3 separate regions of the Sus scrofa genome follow, and all the other regions are linked to region 1. A link is a contact called in public HiChIP or PLAC-seq data. All regions are on one chromosome and are shown on one strand. Each heading gives the region's core, a stretch centred on a gene start, on an enhancer-like site or on the middle of the called end of the contact. The rest is flanking DNA. Distances are from core to core; before and after follow the strand shown.

Region 1 (4,614 bases), core at 1,517-4,016:
GAATCCAACCCCTTCTCCCCACTTTCGCCTTTACCACGAGCAACCTAATGTGAGCTGGCCACCTCTCACCTTTCTAACTCTTCTCCCCGCTTTCACCATTGCTTTTCCCACCCCCTCCACTGCCCTAAGTTGTAATCTTCACTATAACTTTAAGAAGATAATGCAAAGTGATCTTTTCAAAATGTGTGTACGAACATGTCATCCCCAGTTCAAAACCATCCAGGGAGTTTGTGTTAGTGTTTGAATAGAATCCACATTCCTTACCATGGAACATGGAACTTGGAGACTGGGCCCTGCTTTCCTCGCTGACTTCATTTCCCTCTGCCCCCGCCGACCTTCTCACTAAGCAACTTCCTTCCTCGCTGTTTCTCAAATGGGTCAAACTTGTTCTTGCATCCAAGTCTTTCCATCTGCTGCTTACTCTTCCTGGACACTCTCTTCACATGGTTTCTTTATAATCACTCAGGTTTCTTCTCACATGCCATTACCTGGAGAGCCTCTCCCTGCTCATCCTTTTAAAAATAACCTCGCCATCTCCACCCCCTCACTTACTGTCCATTTACTTTGCTTGACTTTCTCTCTATTTTTTTGGTGTTTTAGGGCCACACCTGTGGCATATGGAAGTTCCCAGGCTAGAAGTCAAATTGGAGCCTGTGCCACAGCCAGAGCAATGCAGGATCCGAGTCGTGTCTGTGACCTACAACACAGCTCATGGCAACGCTGGACCCCCCAACCCACTGAGCAAGGCCAGGGATCGAACCCACAACCTCGTGGATACTAGTCAGATTTGTTTCTGCTGCGCCACAACAAGAACTTCCTTTACTCTGCTTGACTTTCTTTATAGAAGTTGTTTCCAGAATTTGTATTTTATTTTATTTTTTTATTTAGTTATTTTTGGCTGTGCCCTTGGCAGGTGAGAATTCCCCGGCCAGAGATTGAACTCATGCCACAGCAGTGACCCGGGTCACAGCAGTGGCAATGCCAGATCCTTAATCACTAGGTCCCTAGGGAACTTGTAGAAGTTGTAGTTTATTTTATTTTTTTCACTTTTAAAAGTTTTATTGAAGTGTAGTTGATTTATAATGCAGTGCAAATTTCTGCTGTATAACAAAGTGATTCAATTATAGACATATCCTTTCTTTTTCAGAGTCTTGTCCGATACAGGTTGTCACAGAATATTGGGTAGGGTTCCTTATGCTAAACAGCAGATTCCTATTCAAAATAAAAGTTGAAATTCCTGTTTTCTCTCTATCACCAATTCTTTTTTTTTTTTCCTTTTTTGGTCTTTCTAGGTCTGTACCTGCAACATATGGAGGTTCCCAGGCTAGGGGTCAAATTGGAGCTGCAGCTGCTGGCCTACACCACAGCCACAGCAATGCCAGATCCCAGCCACACCTGCAATCTACATCACAGCTCATGGCAACGCTGGATTCTTAACCTACTGAGCCAGGCCAGGGATGGAACCCACAGCTTCATGGATACTAGTCAGATTCATTATCACTGAGCCACAACAGGAACTCCTTAGAAGTTGTATTTTAAAATTTACTTTTTTTGGAGTTCCCCTCGTGGAGCAGCAGAAACAAATCTGACTAGGAACCATGACATTGTGGGTTCGATCCCTGGACTTGCTTAGTATGTTGAGGATCTGGCATTGCCGTGAGCTGTGGTCATAGACTTGACTCAGATCTGTTGTTGCTGTGGCTGTGGTGTAGGCCAACAGCTGAGGCTCTGATTGGACCCCCAGGCTTGGAACCTCCATATGCCTTTGGTGCAGCCCTAAAAGGAGACAAAAGACAAAAAAAATAAAATAAAATAAAATTTACTTTTAAATTTTCTTTTCCCTTACTAAAATAGGAGCTCTTTGAAGGCAGGGATTTTTGTCTGTATTCCATGTTGAACCTCTAACACCTAAGGACACTGCTAGCACAGCAAAGAAATCTTTTTGTAATGAATGAATATGAGGGCTGACTCTAAAATGGCCAGTGGATGGTATTGGTATTGAGGAAATCCCTGGTTTGTTAATAAAGACCTTAGACCATAAAGAATTCACCAGCTTTGGATCTGGGAAGAGAAGTAATGGGCTTTTCTTCTCACGGTGACCTATTAAAATGAATAGCTGTTCAGTATCCTCCTCTTTGGTCCTTCTCATGTTTGGATAGCTTGCATTGCTGGCTCACGTTAGCATTTGATATTTTTTGAGCTGGGGAGAGGGAGTGATGAGACACTTATGTCTGCCTGCCTTTGTAGGCTAAATAAAGCTCTGCAGCCCAAGCACCCTGTGCCTGTGCTCATGGCCACCAGGGGGCACTGTTGAGCTGTTTGCATTCATTGAGACCTTGACTGCCTCTTTTTCAAATCTGCCCTACCTTAAAGAATTTGCAGTTTTTAAAAAGTGTGCAAATAGGGCGTTCCCATCGTGGCGCAGCGGAAAAGAATCTGACTAGGAACCATGAGGTTTCGGGTTTGATCCCTGGCCTTGCTCAGTGGGTTGGGGATCCAGCGTTGCCATGATAAGTCTTAGATGTGGCTCCGATCTCCCTTGCTGTGGCAGCTACAGCTCTGATTAGACCCATAGTCTGGGAACCTCCATACGCCCCAGGTTCTGCCCTAAAAAGAAAAAAAAAAAGTGAAAATTCAACTTGTTAAGATCTTAGTAAAAGGTAGACAACCAAACAAAACAAGAACAGCGCCCAAGCCCTCTCAAATAAAAGAGCCTTATATATTGATATGAGGAGGTATGCCTAGCTGCCTAAGATGTGGCTTTGTTTTCAGTCAAACGGTGAGCTTTTGAATTTTACCAGAAATGTGAGGCAAGGGATTTGGACCTGGAATCTGCAGTGGCTGATTTTCCAGAAAAAGTGTGAATGGAATTTCCCTCCTGAGTGTCTTACATTCAACTAAATCTTACTGATGGGAAACAGGATGCAAACGAGCACTTTAAATATATTGCTGACCTCAGAGGAGAGTGAAAGTTTTTGGAATGTTGAAGGACAGAGGCAAGTGTTGCCGTGAAAACGGAAGAGGGTGCTGGCGCGAAGGGTGGTGAGATGGAGATGTTATTACCGTGCTTCTGACTCAGGGCTCATGTGCTCCCGAAGGCAGTGCACTGATGGGAATTCTTCAGAATAGCCCTACCAGTTGGACTGTCTTTAGGTCCAGGGGAAGAACAAACAAACCCAAAGGGTCAGAAGCACTGTCGTACACTGGTCATGCTCTCTTCTAGCAAAGTCAAAAAGCCTGTAGGCAAAATTTTCTTCTCATTGAAACTGGGAGAGAAGCAGAGAGGAGGAAATGGGGTGGGGGCGGGTGAGGGCGGGGAGAAGGCACATGCCTGCATGAAGGTAAAGATTAACCACTTTCAGAGTTCCCATCGTGGTGCAGTGGAAACAAATCCGACTAGGACCATGAGGTGGTGTGTTCGATCCCTGGCCTCGCTCAGTGGGTTAAGGATCCGGCGTTGCTGTGACTGTGCTGCAGGCTGGCAGCAACAGCTCTGAATGGACCCCTAGCCTGGAAACCTCCAAAAAAACTTAACCACTTGTTCTGCACAACAGGGTGATTATTTGAGGTTGAAGGTTTCTTCTGGTACCAAGGATGCTGGAGGGAAAAAGGGAAATCAATAAAGTGAAGGAAATCATTCCTTCCCCAGTCTGTCTTCAGTGCCAGGGCTGGCAGCATAGGTGGGAATTTTCCCATTTCAGGAAGGACCGGGACAGGACCAGGTTTCTTGAGTTCTTCTGCTGTGGACCTCTCTTCCACAGACCATCCGAGGACAGGGCTCTGCTGTGTCCTCAGTGAAAATCCTGTCTCCAATGTTTTCCTGCTGGTCCCCCTGGCTCCCAGCAGGCAGAAGCTGTCCCAGAGGTCCGGAGAGGGGCTGGCCTTCATCCCAGCTGCTTCCCTCTTGGTCCAGATGCTCTCAATCTTTCACGGACACAGGTTCTTTGACATTTGAGGACCTAATATTAGTTCAGGCTAGGAGAGAGCCACACGTCCTTCCATCCTACACAGGCTGCCTCTCTCTCTCGTCCCCTGAAATCTCCCAGCTACTTTCCGGCTTCAAATCAAGCCCCAACCCCTCCAGGAAGGGGAGCAGGTGTTGGGGCAGGGGAGCAGATGTCTCCCTGCCCCTCTCATTGAAAGCATCCCACTGCAGGGTGCACTGAGACAAGGTGGTACACCACAGGGCTGCGGTGTTATTTTCTTATATTAATGTTACCTTTTTTTTTTTTTGTTAAAACAAAATATGAATGGGAAAGTTTCTTTATATCAGATGCCTAAAAGCCTGGGTTTCCATGTTGTAGGAGTTGGGGAAGGGTATGCTGTGACTTCACAATTTAATTCAGCAAATATCTATTGATGGGTTATGTACAGAGATGGGTGCTCAGGGCTGAAGGGGAGATAAAGATAAAAAAAAGTCTGGTTCCTCCTCCCTGGGAGGCCAAGTCTCATCACCTTGATAGTGGAGATGTAGCTACCCTTGCCTTACCTGGTGACTTATGGCGTAAGCCCCATTTTCTCTATTGCTATCATTTCCTTCCTTCTTTTCTCTCTCTCTCTCTCTTTCTTTCTTTCCTTCTTTCTTTCTTCCTTCCTTCCTTCCTTCCTTTCTTC
Region 2 (4,614 bases), core at 690-3,189, 280 kb after region 1:
AGAAAGACATGTGATTGCACTTTTGTGTGAAATCTAAAAAACAAAATAAAGAAAAAAACTGAATTCATAAATGCAGAGGAACAGATTGGTGGTTGCCAGAGGCAGAGGCCTGGGGGTTGGGGATGGGCAAAAATGGACAGAAGTAGTCAAAAGGTACAAACTTCCAGTTATAAAATAAGTAAGTCCTGGGGATGTAAAGTACAGCATGGTGCTATAGGTATCATACTGTACTGAATCTTTGAACATTGCTAAAAGAATAGCTCTTAAAAGTTCTATCACAAGGAAAAATAATTTGTAACTCTGTGGCAGTGGATGTTAACTAGACTTATGGATCTGATTATTTCACAATATATATAAATATTAAAATATTATGTTACATATTTGAAACTAATATAAGGTTATTTGTCAACTATATCTCAATAAAAAATGATGTACACACAAACCAAAGACCCAGTCATTCACTCCTAGGTATACGCCCAAGAGAACTGAAAACACATCCATACAAAGACTTGTACATAACCACGCATAGCCGCTTTATTTGGAATTGCCAAAAACTAGAAATAATTTAAATGTCTACCAATGGGTACAAGCAAATAATGATATATCTTTTTTATTTTATTTTTTTACTAAGATAAAATTAACATACAACATTGTCTAAGTTTAAGGTGTACAGTATGTTGATTTGATACATTTCTATATTGCAACATGATTCACGTAATTGTCACTTCATTTTTTCTAGTGAGAACATTTGAGATCTAGTCTCTTAGCACATCTGAAGTATGTAATACAGCATTGCTGACAATAATCACTATGCTGTGCACTAGATCTCCAGAATTTATTTACCTCCCGGTTGTGTTAGTAGCAGAGAAAAAAGCAAATGCTAAGTGAATGGACACATATTCCAATAACGTCCTCATGCTCTGGCTTTTGCCAGCCCTCCCTCTCTCTGCCAGCTTCAGCAGAGCATGTCAGAATGACGACTGTCAAAAAGATAGGACATGTTATTAGGAAGAATAGATCCAGCTTACATGGAGATGACAATTCCTTCTTTTTCAGTCTCATGAGGCTACACAACAGTTCACTTGGTTAAGAGCACTTTGAAAGCAATCTTTGGTACATTAACTAGAAAAAAGTACACAGAACATCACAGGATGCAAATACAGTTGTGAGAAATGTCCAAAGAAGACATACAGAAGGCCAATAGGCACATGAAAAGATACTTGATGTTATTAATCAAAATGCAAAATGCAAATTATAACCTACAATAAGATATCATCTCACACTTCTCAGAACAGCTATTACCAAAAAGACTACAAATAATAAGTGTTGGCAAGGATGTGGAGAAAAGAGAACCCTCATGTACTGTTGGTGGGAATGTAAATTAGTGCATACTTTCTGGAAGATTGTATGGAGATTCTTCAAAAAATTAAAAATAGAACTACCATATGATCCATCAATTCCTCTCCTGTGTATTCATCTGAAGAAAATAAAAACACGAATTCGAAAAGATATGTTCACAGCAGCATTTACAATACCAAGATATGGAAGCAACCTAAGAGAGTGTGTGCATGTGTATACACATGCGTGCGTGCGTGTGCATGCGCGCGCGCACACACACACACACACACACACACACACACAACACACAGGAATATTATTCAGCCATAAAAAGAATGAAATCTTGCTGTTTGCAACACCTTGGATGGACCTAGAGGGCATTATGCTAAATGAAATGTCATACAGAAAAAGACAAATACTGTATGATTTCACTTATACGTTGAATCTAAAAAATAAAATGAACAAAAATAACAAAAGAGAAACAGAGCTACAAATACAGAGAATGAACAGGAGGTTGTCCGAGGGGAGGGGTGTGGGGCAGAAGGAAGGAAGTGAGGGAGATTAAGAGGTACCTACTTCTAGCTGCAAAGTAAATGAGTCACAGTTACAGAATGTACAGTGTGGGGAATATGGTCAGTAAGTACGTAGTATATTTTATGGTGACATACAGTAAGAAGTCTTATTGCAGTCATCATTTTGAAATGTATAAACACATTGAATCACTATATTGTGTAACAGAAACTAACACAGTGTTGTGGGTTAATTATACTTCAAAAACAAACAAACAAACAAACAAACTCAGAAAAAGAGATCAGATCTGGTTACCAGAGGAAGGGGGCAGGTGGAGTGGGAAATGGATGAAGGCAGTCGAAAGGTACAACCTTCCAGTTAGAAGATAAATAAGAACTAGGGATGTAATGTACAACATGATACATATATTAACACTGCTGTAGGTTACCTGTGAAAGTTGTTAGGAGAGAAAATCCTAAGAGTTCTCATCACAAGGAAAAATGCTTTTTTTCTATTTAATGTCTACATGAGATGGTGGGTATTCACTAAAGTTATTGTGAAAGTCATTTCTCGATGTATGTAAGTCAAAGCATTGCTCTGTACACCTTAAACTTTTTTTTTTTTTTTTTTTTTTTTTTGTCTTTTAGGGCTGCACCAGCAGGACATGGAGGTTCCCAGGCTAGGGGTCGAATCGGAACTGCAGCCGCACGCCTGCGCCACAGCCACAGCAACACTGGATCCAAGCCGCATCTGGAACCTACACCACAGCTCACGGCAATGCCAGATCCTTAACCCAGTGAGCGAGGCCAGGGATCAAACCTACATCCTCATGGATGCTAGTCAGGTTCGCCAATCACTGAGCTGTGACGGGAACTGCTGTACACCTTAAACTTAAAACAGAAACAAAGGAAGGAAGGGAGGGAGGGAAATGACAGTAATTTACAGAAAAGGGGAGCCCTCTGGAGGCTGAAATTTCAGTTTAGTGTTTTATTGAGATTATATTCTACAATTAATTAATAAAATAAAAACCAATAGGAAGATAATAGGAAGAAAGATCCCATTTGTAATATCAGTATATAAAACCTTGCAATTTGGAGTTCCCGTTGTGGCGCAGTGGTTAACGAATCCGACTAGGAACCATGAGGTTGCGGGTTCGATTCCTGGCCTTTCTCAGTGGGTTAAGGATCCAGCTTTGCCATGAGCTGTGGTGTAGGTCGCAGACGCGGCTCGGATCCTGCGTTGCTGAGACTCTGGTGTAGGCCGGCAGCTACAGGTCCGATTCGACCCCTAGCCTGGGAACCTCCATATGCCACCAGTGCGGCCCTAGAAAAAGGCAAAAAGACAAAAAACAAACAAAAAAAAAACCTTACAATTAAATTTAATATGTAGCATAAATGCATATAGATATATAATAGTAAGTAGTACTTATGGTACTTAGTCTGAGCCATATGTTATTTTAAGCACTTTATAAATATTAACCCGTTTAATCTTCCCAAAAACTCTGAGAGGCGCTATTATTATTGCACCCATATTACAAGAGGGGAAAATAAACACACAGGTGAACGAGCAGGTTACATGGTTAGTAAATGGCACAGCTAAGTTCGGAACCTAGGCAATCTGATTCTTGCACATGTGTGAACTCTACAGCACTATGCTTTGTTAAAGTGTGCAAGCATATACACACAAACACATGGGAATTGCAAAATTACAAAAGTACTAGGAGAAATGAAAGAAGACTTGAGTAGACTTCAGTTCTCCGATTCTGAACTCTCTGTATTAAAACATGTTATTTCTCCAAATTAATCTGTAACTTTTATTCCATCTCAGTCAGAATCCCAGATTAAAAAAAATATATATGCGATCTTGCCAAAATATTTCTTATGCCAATTTTTTAGGAATAAGCCTTAGAGGGTAGCCAGGAATATTTTTTTGTAAAAGTAAAGTAGTGAATGAGAATGTCAGCCAGAAATTAGAAACCTTAATAATTAAAACAATATAAATAAGCAAAAACAGCCCAGAGGTAAATTATCAATAGAACATATGACAAATCTAGAGAGTTTATAGATTTATACATATGTGAGAATTTAGCATATGCGAGTATGTAATTTAAAATCACGAGGGAAAAATCAGTTTAAAAAACTCACAAAACTGGAGTTCCCGTCGTGGTGCAGTGGTTAACGAATCCGACTAGGAACCATGAGGTTGTGGGTTCGGTCCCTGCCCTTGCTCAGTGGGTTAACGATCCGGCGTTGCCTTGAGCTGTGGTGTAGGTCGCAGACGCGGCTCGGATCCCGCGTTGCTGTGGCTCTGGCGTAGGCTGGAGGCTACAGCTCCGATTCGACCCCTAGCCTGGGAACCTCCATAGGCCGAGGGAGCGGCTCTAGAAATGGCAAAAAGACAAAAAAAAAAAAAAAAACCCCACAAAACTATATAAGAAAAAATTAAATTATAAAGCTATTTCATACCTTACACACGCACACACACACACACACACAATCCCAGAGATCCTAAATGTAAAGAATGACATGATAAAAACAGTAGAAGAAAATACACTCAAATCTTTGGAATGGAGGTGGCCTTTCTAAACAGTACCCTAAAAGCAGAAAGAGTAAAAAGAGAATGATAAATTCTGCTGCATAAAAATGAAAAACAAAAATTGAAAAATTATTCCCTCAATTTTCTTCCTACCTACTGATTTTAAATAACAACAACAAAAAAACCCTTATTTGTTAAAGGTGTGTGGCACTGGTGTTTTGAGGAGGATAA
Region 3 (4,614 bases), core at 896-3,395, 260 kb after region 1:
GCAGACTCTAAAAAATAAAACAAACTAGTGAATATAACAAAAAAAGAAACAGACTCACAGATATAGAGAACAAATTAGTGATTACTAGTGGGGAGAGGGAAGGGTGGAGGGGCAAGATTGGGGTAGGGTATTAAGAGGTACAAACTACTATATATATTCTTATTTTTTTACTTAAAAAATGTTATTAATGTATAGTTGATTTACAATGCTGTGTCAGTTTCTGGGGTACAGCAAAGTGACCCAATCAAATACTCTTTTTCTCATATCATCTTTCATCAAATTACTATGAATAAGACTAAGGGTATACTGTACAGTACAGAGAATATAGCTAATATTTTACAGTAACTCAAAATGAGTATAATCTCTAAAAATTGTGAGTCATTATGTTTTACGCTTGAAACCTATGTAGTATTGTAAATCAACCATACCTGAAAAAAAGATAGGAACAGCATATGGGTGTTGCAGATTGCATGTTTCACTAAAAGAGAACTCTCTGCGAACAGAATGATGGGCTTCCTAAGTGAGGGGGTAACAGTCTTCAAGCCGTGGCTCTGCATCAGGGACAACACAATGGGGCGTCAGATCACAAATGGATGGTAGGAGACAGTCAATTTGCCAGAGAGCACTGAGGCTGAAGCTTTGGTGAACTTTCCAGTGCCATTTGAGTGGCCCAGTGGTGTGCTAAACTCTCTCACACACACACACACACACACACACACACACACACACACACACACAGCGCATGTGTAGAGATGTCTCATTAGAATGCTAAAAGCATTAACTGGGGGTGGGGACACTCATCACTCCGGATGAAACTCATACTGAAAAAAATGGCAGAGGTGAGATTTCAAGTCACAGATAGTCAAGTGCATACTGTTTCATGCCTGAGCTTGTGTCACCAGCCAGTCAATACACTTCTGCGAGGTGCAACATTGTAATAATCTTCACTGACAAGTGCATACTGGTGGTGGGTGGGGAGGGTGGAGGGGCAGGAGAGGAAAGAAAGTTATCCTGTATGAGCCAGGTCCTGTGCCAGCTGCTTTTTGAACATTTCATCTTCACATTAACTCCATTACAGAAACAATGTTACCTCTACAGATTAAGAAACTGGGCATCAGTCACATAACGCATCAGGGGTGGAACCGGGGACTTCAAAGTTGCCGTAGCATCCTGCATACTCATGTACAGGTGGGAGGGATGGCAACTTCCGCAAGGGCTTAACGAAAAGAAGGAGAAGCTTAAGATGAAGTAAGTGCAGTAATGCTTGGTATGCCCAGGGCAATTACATCTTTGATTCACTTGGCACGAACTGACTACTGCGAGGAGCCCAGAGCTCTGTGCCTTCCGAACGTATCTTCCCTCTCATCCTAGGTGCAGGCTCCACAGGGCTTGCTGCCAAGTCACTTTTCTGCTTCCAACCTCTGGAAGCCAAACTGGCTATAAATCACAGCCTGATAGAACTAAATCAAGGCCAATCCTCTTATTGTATGGACCAAGAGACTAAATAAAGCCCAGAGAGAAATAAGGACTCAGGAGCAGGCAAGAGTTAGGATCAAAGCCCTCGCTGGAACCTGGACCTTTTTTTCAGACAGATTTTTTTTTTCTTAAGGTAACAACAAAGCTGCCTGAAAAATCAGCAGTTCTACGCCACATTTCCTCAAATCCTGTGTGCAAGTCTCATCGTTTCTTTCTGGGACTTTCCCATATGCAAATGTCAGTGATGATGAAGAGGATGTATTTCTGTTCAAGAGACATATTTATTTGGGAGATAAACTTCAGTAGGACTAACATGAGGAGCGAGTGGGTAGAAACCAAGGGACTCATGGGGAACTCCAAACTCCAAGTTAGAAATGTATCAGGATCTTTGGAAAAACGCTGCCCCTAGGCTGTTTGGATGAAGATATCCTTTGTACCTTGCTCTGCAAAGCCTGTGCTCCCACTTTGGTTTATAACTCCCTTTCCATCAGAGGATGACAATCAGAGCATATGGATCCGCTTCCTACTATATGGTACCTTTGTGAGAATGAGAATAAGGTGACCATCTTCTGGGCCCCTAGTCTTCTGGCTTAGATTTCTGTCCCGCCTAGATGTCTGACCTGACTCACCTCCTCCAGGCACTCCTCTACAGCCCAATTTACACAACCATTATGAATTGGCTCTTTCTGTTCCTCCTTCAAAGAGCCCAGATAAGTCAGGGGAGTCCTTCCAGCCCTGTACTTTTAATTGCCCACAGAACCTTACCAACCAAACGTGGGTGTAAGGGTGTCATTCAACTCTGATGGGAAGTACTCAGTTTTAATTGGAGTCTGTTCCATTTATTCCTGAGTTAGCGTCTGCCAAAATCCCACTTCAGCTCCTGATGTTGGGGTCTTTCAGACTTTCCTAAATTGGAAGTTGGCATATGATTCCCAGCTCCTTCTTACTGACGTAGCATCTGCCAAACCTAACTCAAACGATGTCTGGTGAGTGAAGGACAGAAAAAGGAGAGAAGGAAAAGGGGGGAGGGGAGAGAAGCGATGGAGAAGCCTCTGTGACCAAGACCGTGTCTATGTGATGAAAAACAGAGAAGTCCCGGATCAGTCTTTTCGTGCTGTATTCAGACAGCTGATGCATGACTAATTGGGCTAACTGGTATGGCTATGTGGCAATGACCTCCGTATATTTCTCCCCCACCACAACATCTGAGGGTCTGCAATTGCCAGACAAAGCTTGAGTGGATGAGTCTGGCACTTGAGAGACAACACATCACTTAATAATATGCTTTCTGTGCATGACGCTTTGCTCGACTAGTGAGCACTCATGGCTTTCTGAAAGGTAGGTTCCTCCCAGACACATGGGTCATACCCCCAAGCACAGCATCAACCATTGCACAGAGAGAATTTCTAGGGTCAGGGCTTCCAGATCTGATGATGAGATATCTGGAAAACCCACTTTGGGGACAAAAGGACATGCTGAGCGAGTACAGGGGAGATTCTCTTTATGGCAGGCAGAAGCCATGCCAAGGGCAGTACTCAGCCCTGAGGGGCACAAGCAGCAGCATTGTTGACATGCCATTCTGGGGAAATCAGGGTGTTGACTCTTCACAGAGCTCCAGTGCTTCATCTTGTGCGGTGACAAAATGAGTTCTTGCTCATCTCATTGGCCCTATCATGATCATTATCAACAATAACAACGCCCACATCAGCAAATTGTTATTAGGTGCCTTCTCTGTCAAACTGTTGGCAGGATCTCTGGGCTTGGCTCTGAAAGGCCTGCTCTTCTTAAAAACGCTTACAGAGAGCCTTAAAAATTGGTAATGCTGGAGTTCCCATTGTGGCTCAGCAGATGAAGTACTGGACTAGTATCCCTGGGGACTCACGTCTGATCCCTGGCCCCCCTCAGTAGGTTAAGGATCCGGCATCGCCATGAGCTGTGGTATAGGTTGCACACGTGGCCCGGATCCCACGCTGCTGTGGCATAGACCAGCAGCTGCAGCTCTAATTCGACCCCTGGCCTGGGAACTTCCATATGCCCCTGGCGCAGCCCTAAAAAGAAAAGAAAAAAAAGTGATACTATCAAATTAAGATTTAGAGATTAAAGCAAGTGTGTTTCCAGGGACTCTTTGAACAAAAAAAGAAGAGTCATGTCCCAGGTTTGAAAGATACCAAAGTATAGACTGAGAAAAGTAAGTCTCCCTCCCACCTCTGTTAGCTAGCCTCCCTATCTCCTCGAGGTATTTACTCTGTGGGAAATTTTATCTGAGGAGAGAAGGGTTCTAGCTGGACAATGAAAACCTGGCCAAAATCTCTGCTATGCTACTCACGTGTTTTCTGGCCAGGAAAAATATCCTGATCACTGCTGACTGCTGCCCCCTGACAGAGTAGCAGTGATGCCAGGGAAGACAAGAAGGATACTGTTGACCTCAATGCTGGATGATGTGAGAACACGTGGTTATTACTGGCTGTGATAGAACCCAAATCCCAAGCATCCAAGCTAACACCAACAAAGCCTCAGAAATCCTATGGAGAACGAGCTCCTCTCAGGCCACGTACCCAGTGGCTCTAGTTTACACTCCCAGTAATTTGATTAAGTTGCACAGATTCTTCCCAATGGGAAAATACAGCTTGGCCCAGGCCCAAAGATTAAGAAGAGTTCTTTTGTAATACAGCTCCTGTATTTAAATTTTGGTTTAATTTTTACTTTTATTGAAGCCATTTATGGATACGGTAACATAGCAAATAGTTCTGCTTATGATGAAAAACAAACCCCCACTCTACCCCCAGTTCTGTTACCAGGAGGCTGCCTCTTATGAGAGTTTAGAACATTTATTGCTTACCTCCATCATGTTATATATATTCTTACGCCTCTATTTCTCTTGATTTATCTATTTTATTTTATTTATTTTTGTTATTTTATTTTTTTTATTTTTGTCTTTTTAGGGCCACTCCTGCAGCATATGGAGGTTCCCAGGCTAGGGGTCTAATCAGAGTTGTAGCTGTCGGCCTATGCCAGAGCCACAGCAACACCAGATCCAAGCTGCCTCTTCGACCTACACCACTGCTCATGGCAACACTGGATCCTTAGCCCACTGAGCAAGGCCAGGGATTGAACCCACAACCTCAAGTCAGATTTGTT

Evidence for each region. HiChIP or PLAC-seq counts read pairs in DNA pulled down with a chosen protein or histone mark.
Region 2: an H3K27ac HiChIP or PLAC-seq map of alveolar macrophages shows a contact between it and region 1. The contact joins two enhancer-like sites. A contact is called at or near these places in 1 of 47 Hi-C or Micro-C datasets (embryonic fibroblasts) and 1 of 2 datasets of contacts at active chromatin or transcription factors (alveolar macrophages).
Region 3: a contact with region 1 is called in an H3K27ac HiChIP or PLAC-seq map of alveolar macrophages. The contact joins two enhancer-like sites. A contact is called at or near these places in 1 of 47 Hi-C or Micro-C datasets (epiblast stem cells) and 1 of 2 datasets of contacts at active chromatin or transcription factors (alveolar macrophages).

What each region holds. Positions count from the first base shown.
Region 1 is chr1:252,852,118-252,856,731 of Sscrofa11.1, reverse strand. All of the region lies in intron 12 of SUSD1 (sushi domain-containing protein 1), which reads left to right. Among named protein-coding and RNA genes, the nearest start is that of SUSD1, 100 kb to the left of the region's middle. Within about 2 kb of position 2,766, at least 37 of the 83 cell types and tissues checked have an H3K27ac peak or open chromatin away from gene starts, as enhancers often do. A contact at or near this core is called in alveolar macrophages, where this site is marked.
Region 2 is chr1:252,572,761-252,577,374 of Sscrofa11.1, reverse strand. No RefSeq gene overlaps it. Among named protein-coding and RNA genes, the nearest start is that of C1H9orf84, 20 kb to the right of the region's middle. Within about 2 kb of position 1,939, at least 4 of the 83 cell types and tissues checked have an H3K27ac peak or open chromatin away from gene starts, as enhancers often do. A contact at or near this core is called in alveolar macrophages, where this site is marked.
Region 3 is chr1:252,594,207-252,598,820 of Sscrofa11.1, reverse strand. No RefSeq gene overlaps it. Among named protein-coding and RNA genes, the nearest start is that of C1H9orf84, 41 kb to the right of the region's middle. Within about 2 kb of position 2,145, at least 4 of the 83 cell types and tissues checked have an H3K27ac peak or open chromatin away from gene starts, as enhancers often do. A contact at or near this core is called in alveolar macrophages, where this site is marked.